3 separate regions of the Zea mays genome follow, and all the other regions are linked to region 1. A link is a contact called in public Hi-C data. All regions are on one chromosome and are shown on one strand. The core of a region is the stretch at or near the end of the contact, and the rest is flanking DNA. Distances in the headings are between cores, read along the strand shown.

Region 1 (3,400 bases), core at 293-2,792:
CAGCTACAACTGGCCCCAAAAAAAAGACAAAAAATTGCTCATACATATATATTTTTTTTCACATGTTCGACACAAAGCTTGCATCTTTCCCGTGCTTATTTCCTTGGTACCACCAGATCAAGTCAAAGACAAGAAATGAACAAATTTTGCATCAAACGTGTAAGGGTTGGATCACATATTTGGAGTACACTGGGTTCAGAACCGAGCGAATTGGATCATGAGATCCGGCACACTCGCTAGGCCTGGTTGTCAGTCTTGCGGTCGCCGTGCGAGTCGCGCTCCTGCAGCAGCGACCCGGCCTCCTCGTCGGCCTGCGCCGCCTTCTTCTGCGCCTCCTTGGCCTTGAGCGCCTGCAGCTTGACGTGGTTGTAGTATCCCACCCCGAGGAAGGCGATCCCGTAGCCGAAGAGGTTGATGGGGGTGACGGTGTCGCGGATGACGGACCAGGAGAAGGCGATGAGCAGCCAGTCCTTGACGACGCCGGCGACGTTCATGGTGAGAGCCGACGTCTTGCCGACGAGCAGGAAGACGGCGAGGTTGAGCGCGAAGGCGCAGAGGGAGTTGGTGCCGAAGACGAAGAGGTCCGGCTGGAAGATGCCGACGGCGCGCAGCCTGGGCAGCTCGACGAAGACCCAGGGCACGACGAGGAAAGCGAGGCAGCAGGGCGCGACGTAGTAGAGCGAGGTGATGGGGTTGAGGGAGATGCCCTTGGAGGTGAGGAGGATCTGGATGAGGACGAGGCGCGTGGCCTCGAAGGCGACGGCGGCGAGCTGCAGGGCGACGCCGCGGGCGTCGAAGCGGGCCTCTCCGTAGGCGGCGATGGCGACGCCGAACGAGATGGAGAGCATGTTGAGCATGGCGGAGGACTTGAAGGTCTCCTTCTTGAAGAGGACCCCGATGGAGTAGACGGCGACGGGCATGAGCGCCTTGAGCATCTGGATGAAGGAGACGGAGAGGTAGATGTAGGCGGAGTTGGAGAACCAGAGCGAGAGCGAGTAGAGCGCGCCGATAGGGAGCACGGAGGAGACGTAGAGCTGCGACGTCATGGCGGGCGAGGACGGGAGGTCGACGACGCGGAGGACGCGGACGAGCGCCACGGCGAGGGAGGAGCAGAAGGCCATGTGCACCATGGTGAGGGAGATGGGGAAGGGCCAGTTGTACATCTTGGGGTCGAGGATGTACTTGTTGTAGACGATCACGGAGAAGGAGAGGAAGATCCACACCGCCACGTACATGTACGAGACCAGGACCTTGCGGATCACCGACTCCGACATGCCGCCGTCGCTGGCCCCTTCCTTGCCCATGGCTGGCCTCTGGCCCCCCGCTTCCTCGCGCTGCACCGGTGAGGGGGCGCGGAGGCGGTGGATCTCGACTCTCGACTGGGAGGGAGATCTGGAAGGAACGAAGGAAGGGAGGAGGAGGAGGAGGAGGAGGAGCCGAGGACGCGGATCTGAGAGTGAGAGGGCAGAGGAGGTAGGTGACCGGGGAATTTGGAGCGCGCCCGGGTTCTAGCAGACTTGGGTCTTGAGCGGAGGAGGGTGCTGGCCACATGGACATGCGTTGATGCTTCGGTGGAATTTTTATATCAACTTATTTTTAGGTCGTGTGTTTGGGAGAGCTTCAGTAGATTTAGCTCCACGAGTTGTAGGATAAATTTTTTAAAAATAGAGGTAAATTTTATAAGAATTTTGGAGAAGGTGCTTCAAAAACAATATTTTCAGACATCATCATGAAGTTGTAAAAAATTACATACCATAACATTGACTATATGATTTACTGATTCATGTTTCTTTCTCCATAAAAATGAGTGAAGCCATATCCAGATTTACAAAATTGTGCTAGAGACGTTCCTTCATCTAAACATGTTTCTTTCTTGTGTTTTTTCTCACGTACTCCCTTGATACACCTTGAAATACAGATTATTTATGTGGATTTTACGTGACTTTATTATACTTGATCTCAGCTGACAAGGCTTCCGGCCTTCCAGGAAATGTAGTAAGGATGTGCGTGCCTTTCACCTAATTCAGACGGAAACCCTCCTTCCACCCAAAGCGTGGGCCTCGTGGATCCTCCTCACCAAACCGGGCTCCGTCTCCGTTGTCCCCACCGTGCCGAACCATTAAGCAATCAGCAGCAGCGACAAACGACCGAGCAAGGAGCGACACTGACACGCGCGCCGGGCAAGCTTGCCCGCTTCCGCGTGGAAAAACAGAGACCAGTTTGGCAAGCTGGCGAGGGCGACGCCTATACGGCCTTGGCGGGCGGCGGCTACCGCCAGACCGTAGCGCGGTGCGGGTGCTGCGCAGCTCGGCAGCAGGAAAACGATGCAGCTGATGAATAGGGCAAGCGAGGTTGGCGGTGAGCCGGTGACCGACACCGACCGCTGTATGGGCTGCGGCGAGTTCGGTCTTCGGTGACAATGCAAGGATCGATCGCGCGGTGGTAGCCCCGCGTGTGGTTAAGGCCGCAGCGTTGTCTCTCACTCTCTGGTGAGTGGTAAAAGGCCGCCCGAGGTACGTAACGTGCGCAGGAGGAAAAACTGTTGATAGCAGCTGAGCACCAAGACGGAGCCTTTCGTTATGTTCCACTACCGGAGGCAAAGCTTCATGGAGGCCTGGGCAGCTGACCTCTTTTAGTTTCGCCTTGACGAGGACAGCGTACCGCCCGGCACCTGCTGCCGATGCTGATGCGCTGCGACTCCAGCGCTCGAGTTTCCTTCAACAGTTCGCGTCATTGCATTGTACTGTGCTGTGATGTACTGTACTGTAACTGTTTCTGTTGCCTGATAGGCGATGGCCGATGCACGTAGCATCTCCGCTGCGCGCCCTGTTCAGTGCCTTGGCTACGACCTGATCGGGTCATCGCTCTCCACGACGACGGGAGAGTGATTTCTTGTTAGATGATGAAGCACTTTCAAGATTAAATCAATTCCCAAACTAACTGCTACATAAATTAGATATGCAGCCAAAAAAAGGTATTATATACAAATAGTAAATTAAACGTGAGCGACAAACTTATCATGTTTTTTTTATCACGGGTATCATAGATCAACTTGATATCATAGATCAACTTGGCGAGCAGTCGTGTGATCACTGTCTAAAAACCCGATTCACATTAGGTTGTGCAGGCTCTTCATCAGAGCGAGGTTTTGGAAACACTACTCTTCCTTATATCACAAGTATTCCGGTTCGGAAGGAATCTCCACAACTTAGAGTTTCTTGTAGCCTTACGTACAGAAGATCAGAGTTATAACTTAGAGTAAAGTAGGGAGAGAAATTACACACACAAGAGCAAATCGCAGTAACGCATACAAGAATCACAAAGACACGAGCGAGCGAAAGAACACAATATCGCAAGAACGACTCACTACTAGCGCTCAAATCTCACTAAAATAAATAGA
Region 2 (3,433 bases), core at 98-2,597, 130 kb before region 1:
ATAAAAGCCCGAAATTCACATTAGGGCCCGGAATTCAGTTTTTGGCCCGAAATTTAGTTTTTGGCTCAAAATTCACATTAGAGCCCCAAATTCAAAATAATAATAATAAAACAAATAAAAGATAAGACGAATAAATTTGAACAAAATCAAACTTAATATTTGTATTAAAGTTACCACAGCTATGTAATGACTACCTCGTTTATAAATCATTTTGTTAGAAGGAAAAAGAGTATAATCAACTCTATACAAAGTTCGTAAGTTCAGTTTATTGTCTAATATTCATAACAAAAGCAAAATTACATCACACACTCTAATTCAAAGCTAAAAAAACATCTAACTAGCATTATCTCTAGCTTTGTGTTTTTATCAAGTATATGAAAGTGTGGAATGAAGTGTGGTTTTAATAAATATATGGGCCTTTTCGTGCCTCTATATGAGCCATTTCGTGCCTGCCTTAAACGGGTCGTGCTCGTGCCCGCCCATGGGTCATGACCTCGGCCCAAACCCGACCCGATATAACGGGCCGTGCCGGCCCGACACTAAATTATTTCGGGCCGTGCCGTGCCTGGGCCGTGCTTTTTTTCCGTGCTTCGGACCGGCCCATCAGACCCGGCTCAAATGTACACCTATAGGCCGAGCGCAAGTAAGAAGGATTTTTCATGCCAAAGAAATAGTAAGGCAAACTATGGTAATAAAATTTATAATTTAATAAATCAGATATAAGGAGCTGACAAGTTTTAGTAGTAAACTAAACAAGAGCTAAAATTAAAACCTAGCAAATCTTTGACGTGGCGTATTTTGAAAGGTACTAACTAATTAAGCTCGGATAGCACAGCAATCAGCCCACCAACCCCCGGAGACGAGCTCTCCAGGGCGCCGCGCCCCCCGCCGGCGAGATATTTTGGCGACCAGCGATAGCAGGGCGGGACAGGGCTTCACGTGTCGTGTCGTGTCGCTCTCCGCGCGCAGCACTCGACGCAAAAGAAAAGGCCTGAATCCGGCAAGCAAAAGAGCTGCGGTGCCGGTGACGATGAAATCAGAATTTGCGCGCGGATGAGATGTTTTGGAAAAGGAGACGTGCTGCCTTGGATGGTCGGCACGCGTCCTCCGCGCGCCAGGACACGCGTCGGCCACGGAGACTCGTCAGGACACGCGTCCACGGAGGAGGCAACAACGCCCTGCTTTCCTGGCACGTGTCCCGCTGGTGGCTCCGTCGTCTTTCCCTCGTCGAGGGCCGGTATGGCTGGATTTGGAAAGGTGGCTGGATTAAGAATTCAATCGGGATAGAGCTCTCGCTATAAACAATGCGAGCGAGCCTGATTGATAGTATAGCGTAGAGCCGTCGCGCGATGTGACGTCCTACAATTGTTATAATAGTGCTAATAATAGTAGTAAGATCTGGCAATTATACGTGCCCGGATCTTCTGTCAGGTAGCTCTCAACAGATGTACCCGCGTAGAGAGAGAGAGAGAGAGTAGTAGCTCTCAACTGCGATTGAGATGCCGCGCATCGCTCCGCATCAGCTGAGATCCATCCTTACGTTGAATTGGCTGTAGTCATTTGTCTTTTAGCGCCGAGCAGATAAGATATTTGGGCGATCGAGGAGAGCATTGACAGGATGGTTCTCGCGTTGGTCGCACCTGCAATCCAGCTAAGCTCACGACTAATTATTGGCACTCGATGCCGGAGTGGCCATTTGTCAAGCGGCGGATGGCGCCACGACACCTTGGCCGGTCGCGTCCTGCCCCGACACCCAAGCCTTTCGGGGAGCACGCGAAGTGGTCAACGACTCGCGTCAGCGACCGCGCGTACAGTATATTATATCTTCTTCATCCCCCCTGCCACTGCCCGCTGCGCGCTCTGCATCGCCTAGGTAGGAGGAGTAGGACTCTCTGGCTTGGGTTGGCAATGAGCGAGGGCGCGCGGAACACGCGCCAGTTCTTCGCCGCGTCGACCAGCGGCAGCGGGAGCAGCAGCGCGACCTACCGGGACGGCGGCGGCGGCATCGGCGTGGCGCGGGCCAGTCTCGTGAACACGGGGATCCTGGACGAGAACGTCCTGGCGCTGGTGTTCCGGTACCTCAACTTCGACCCCAAGGCGCTGTGCACCGTGTCCTGCGTCAGCAGGCGGCTGCGGGCCGTCGCGGAGCGCGTGCTGTGGCGGGAGCTCTGCGTCTCGCGGGCGCCGCGGATGGTGGCCTCGCTCGCGGGCGGCGGCGCGCCCCCGGGGCGCGTCGTGGGCGGGTGGCCGGCGCTGGCCAAGCTGCTCCTCTTCTGCTGCGGCGCGGCGGCGGCGGCCGTGCGGGGCCACTTCACGGGCGTGTCCCGCTTCTCCAAGACGTCCGGCCGGAGCTTCCTGTCGCGCCGGTGCCGGGGCGACCTGCTCTACGTGTCGGACCCCTGCGAGCACGCCGTCCACGGCGCCGACGACGACGTGGGCGCCTACCGCGGCGTGTTCCGGGGATTCACGCGCTCCCGGACGCGCGCGTGCCTGGTGGGGCGCCGGGCCCCGCTGGAGACGCGCGTGCGCTGCCCCTACTGCGGCGCGCGCGTCTGGAGCATGGTGGCGGCCGGGATGGCGCCGCGCAGCGCGTGCCGCAGGCTCGGCGCCCACGAGGGACGCCTCCAGTACTACGTCTGCGTCAGCGGACACCTCCACGGCAACTGCTGGCTCGCGCGCCTCACCTCCAGCGACGCCGATCGCGACGCCGACTCCGAGGATGACGCTTCCACGGAAGGCGGCGACGATGGCGCCCACGTGGCGCCGTAATTCCGGCATATCAAGCTCCACACTCCACTCCACCATGGACTTTTGCGGAGTAGTGTACCATCAGCAGCACTGTGTCGCAACTCGGTGTCGATGACTAGGCGGCGTCCTTTCTGTACTAGCCATGTGATGTGAGCCAGTAGCCCAGTAGCAGTAGAACCTGAATCGATCCCAGTTCAATTCGCACGGGGACGAAGTGCTTCTCCTTCCAACCTCCAATCCGTCTGGAGGGCCTCTTCGAGACACCGGCGTCTGCAGCCCAGGATATGTAAGGCCCACAATAGAATAGAAATGGGCACGTGAAATATAGAGCACTTTTTGTAAGTTTTATCCTTAAGAGCTCAATTTAAACAACATGACTATCAATTTAGAGTATAGAATAAACTTTAATCCTCTAACTAAAATTTAGTCCCTAGACTAAAGTAGCCAAACATGCCCTTAAAAGAACCTGATAGGTCTTTAAAGGTTACCTGGTACTGGTACGTCTTAAAAGGTTATATCTAGATTTTTTCTATACCTTGTACACATTATCAGGTAGATTTGCTAGTGCTCTAGTTGATCATAAGATAATGATACTTATATGTCATGGTCATGTTTTATTATGATTTATTATTATTGGCGTTATGTGTCATGATCATGTTTTATTATTATTGGGGTTATTATTATC
Region 3 (3,761 bases), core at 65-2,564, 160 kb before region 1:
TTTTAGTTTCTATATTTAGCAATTTTGGAACTAAAATGGAATAAAATGTAGGGACTAAAAATTAGTCCCTAAAAACCAAACACCCCCTTATTTTACTATTAAGTAGCTAAAATTTAGTTTCATGAGATGCTCTTGTTATACTTTTATATTTAGATCAAATAGTACTAGTATTGACTATTGAATGGTGGAGCTGTGCTGACATTGGGATACATGAAAATAGACATCCTCTTGCATTCATTTTAGCTTTCTTTTCTTATCTTATCTAAAATTACTCTTTTTACATGTTGTACATATCCGTCGGCTATTTTGATGACCTGTCGAAATCAATCTAGCTTATCACCAGACTATCTATATCTAAAGTTATCTTTAACAATTTCTCTATCTTATCTTTTATCTATACATGTCTAAACGGGTGGACCGTGCCGTGCCGGCTCGGCATGAGTCCGCCCTCGGCCGGGCACGTTTAGGCCCATTAGGTTGATGGATCGTGTCGGGCCACCGTGCCACATCTCAGGCTCAAGCGTCCGTTAAGGCTCGCCGTGCTTTGACCGGAGTGGGAAGGAAAATAAGCAAAAAAAAGCCTAAAAACAAGTTTTGAAAGGATTTAAACCCTGTTGGAGTTTTTAAAGTGGTTAGCGGCACCACTCTAGCCAACTAAACCAAATTTATTTTGTGTCTAAACTATTAAAGTTGCTTCTAATATACATAGAAATGCGCTGGGAAATTCAAAAAATGGGCCGTGCTCGGGGCGGCACGACGTGCCACGGCAGCGGCCCAAATCCGACACGAATAACGGACTGTGTCGTGTTCGTGATGGGCTAAAAACGTGCCGTGCCACGGGCCGCCCGACGGGCACAACCCATTTAAACATATATATACTTTTATCTTATTCTTTAAAACTTCAATCTATAAACAGTTTGAATACAATCTAACTCCTATTTTAAAATCTATTATATAAATAATATCGTCTATATTACTCTCTCCGTTTTAAATTAAAATTCGTTTTGCCTTATATAAATGTGGATATAAAAATCTAGAACTAAAACGACTACTAGATTTAAATTAAAATTTGTTTTGCCTTATATATCTAAGTTCATAATCATTTATATGAGTGTGGATATAAAAATTTAGAGCTAAAACGACTACTATTTTAAAATATAAGGGTACAAAACAATGTTTCATACGCTGATTTGTACGATCGGTTGGAGTCACCTGGGGCACAACAACATCTCGCGTCGCGTTCATTCTGCATGCGCTAAGCAGATGGACAACTCCACCTAAACCCGCAGCAAAATTTTCCGAATTCCAAACACATGGCCAAACACATGGTGATGACAAGGAACGCCGAACGCGACCTTGACCGGAGCAGACGTTTGGAGTCTCAGACCAATCGTCATATCCGACCCCATAATTTTATTTCGACATATCAAGTCTAAAGCAAGCGCACTACTCCTCGGATAGCCACGGCAGCAGCAGCAGCCATGGCTTGCTCCGCGCACCTTGTGTCCCAGAGCCTCTACTCGTCCCACCGCGCCAGCCCGGGCGGGCCTAGGAATCTCCGTTCCCAGGGCCGACCGCCGGCGCGGGCGTCTCCCTCTGCGAGGCCTGGCTCAAGGGTCAGTGGCTGCCGGGGTGTCAGCCTGAGAGTCGCCGCGTCGTTCGAGCAGGGAAGGAGGCAAGTGGAGGTAAGCGCCTTTCAAAACCCTCAATTATGAGCGCGAGCGGGGGAATTTGGTAAGGACTGTTCGGATTGCTGGATGAAATGGAGCAAACCGAAGGATTCGGCCGCGCTGTTCGTCTGTTATGCCCTTTGGGAATGCGTGAAATAGGAAACGGGACTTCTTGCCTTGTGCCGAGGCGCGCTTAAGACAGCATGTTTAATAGTCATCCAAAACACTGTTTTGTATTGGTCGTAGAGTGAGGTTTAAATATAAAGATGATAAGTGAGCTGCTGAAAATAGACTACGGTCGTAGGGGTAGAATGAAGTTTAAATATAAAGATGCTGGAGATATACTAAGGCGTCTCCTTTGTTCGGGCGTAGTGCCCCTCACAACAAAACCAAACCACAGGAAAATGCACTTTCTTTGCTTACACGAAACTTGTTTATCTTTCAGCGGTCCCGAAATGTGCTTTCGTCTTATAGGCCCTTCCTTTGTCTAGGCTCCGTATTCCTGTAACTGTAAGGCATCCAAAGTGTTTCCTATGTATTTTTGGGCCTCATATTACGTTTTTCGACCAATCTTAGGCCGTAATATATTCAAATGAAAATTATGATGCAGTTTTCATATCCCATCTCCTATTTCACGTCCTATCTCAAACTTCATTCTACAGTCAGTACTTTATATGACCACATACACGATCTATTATACACAAACATAACATGTTAGTACAATCCGCCACTGATTTCTAAAAGGGATTGATCGATTATTTAGGGCCTGTTTTGTTCCCCTACTAAGTCGGATGTTTGATACTAGTTAGAAGTATTGAATATAGTTTAATTACAAAACTAATTACATAGATAAGAACTAAACGACAAGATGAGTGTTTAAAAAATTGTCTCGTCATTTAATCTTTATCTACATACTTAGTTTTATAATTAGACTATATGTAATACTCATAATTAGCATTAAAGCATTTGATGTGTCACAAACTAAACTTTAGTCCCGGAAACCAAACACCCCCTTAATTACTCTCTCTCTTTTGTTTCCACTTCTAGTTTTTTTTCCTAAATTCTTCCATGATTATTTTTCCCATAGAGTTATGGACATTATTTTGTTAGCTGGCAAGTCCAGAGCGTCTATTGCAACTTTCTTACTATATTATAATGGTGTATAATGTCCTAGTTCGTTTGTTGTTTCCTTTTGTTACCCCTTCAGAGCTATTGTTTTGAGCAACCTGGGCCTACTTTTTGTTTTATAAAAGATATTATTATGGCGTATGTTTTAGGTCTCTTATGACCCACAAGCGAGGTTTAACCAGATAGCAGACCAAATTGACAAGGATGCTGGGATGACACGGCTTAACCTATTCTCACCTTGCAAAGTATGTTATTATCCTTCTTCTGATGATCGATAAGTATTGAAAACGTTTTTGGTTGCTTATTTTGTGCTTTGTATGAAGACTTGTGCATATGTTTGCCATGCAGATTAATGTGTTCTTGAGGATAACGGGCAAGAGACCAGATGGGTTCCATGACCTGGCTTCTCTATTTCATGTGAGCATTTTTGTGCCTGTTTTGTTTTTTTTCCTGCATGAGCGTCATTTAAAAAAGGTGTGTTTTTTGACAATGTATATCATATCTAGCTTTCTCTCGAGTCCTACCAGTTTAGAAGAGAGAAAAAAGCAGTTGAGAGTTTTTGTGAAGAAAAAACACGTTTAATATGTTCAAGCTGTGGAATAGATTCCGTGTGCAGGATTCAACACATCAAAAGGTCATGGGTTAAAACATTTATAACACTGTAATCAGCAGCAAAGGAAACACCATTTAAATAATGTACATGAATTGTTTCTCAAATAAAGTTATGGTTGTGCATGTTTGCAGCGCACTCAATTTCCATGAACTTCTGATTCTTCTCTTTGCAAGACTGTTGATCAAGGATAATACGTTTTGATGTTATGGCTAAGGTTAACCTGTATTTAGAAACACTGCTCCAGAAGTCCAAATACCTTAATACAGAGATATGCAGCTCTCCTCGTGGTCTAGGAAAAAAAAGTCCAAATACTAATTGGCGCAATAGACTATTATAGTATTATGTCTGAC

The links. A called contact is a pair of places that touch in the nucleus more often than the background predicts.
Region 2: a contact with region 1 is called in a Hi-C map of bundle sheath, with 4 times the contacts expected there. The contact joins the promoter of LOC103651102 here to the promoter of LOC100281077 in region 1. A contact is called at or near these places in 4 of 25 Hi-C or Micro-C datasets (bundle sheath, leaf and tassel).
Region 3: a contact with region 1 is called in a Hi-C map of tassel, with 4 times the contacts expected there. The contact joins the promoter of LOC100282760 here to the promoter of LOC100281077 in region 1. A contact is called at or near these places in 5 of 25 Hi-C or Micro-C datasets (bundle sheath, ear, leaf and 2 more).

Annotation. Positions count from the first base shown.
Region 1 is chr3:192,816,491-192,819,890 of Zm-B73-REFERENCE-NAM-5.0, reverse strand. It overlaps LOC100281077, which reads right to left and starts at 1,542. Exons shown (of 1, transcript NM_001153996.2): 1 at 1-1,542. The coding sequence starts at 1,304. The coding sequence ends at 237.
Region 2 is chr3:192,944,836-192,948,268 of Zm-B73-REFERENCE-NAM-5.0, reverse strand. LOC103651102 (EID1-like F-box protein 3) reads left to right here and starts at 1,347. Exons shown (of 1, transcript XM_008676705.4): 1 at 1,347-3,156. The coding sequence starts at 1,681. The coding sequence ends at 2,769.
Region 3 is chr3:192,971,645-192,975,405 of Zm-B73-REFERENCE-NAM-5.0, reverse strand. It overlaps LOC100282760, which reads left to right and starts at 1,314. Exons shown (of 11, transcript NM_001155666.2): 1 at 1,314-1,685; 2 at 2,948-3,043; 3 at 3,147-3,215. The coding sequence starts at 1,482.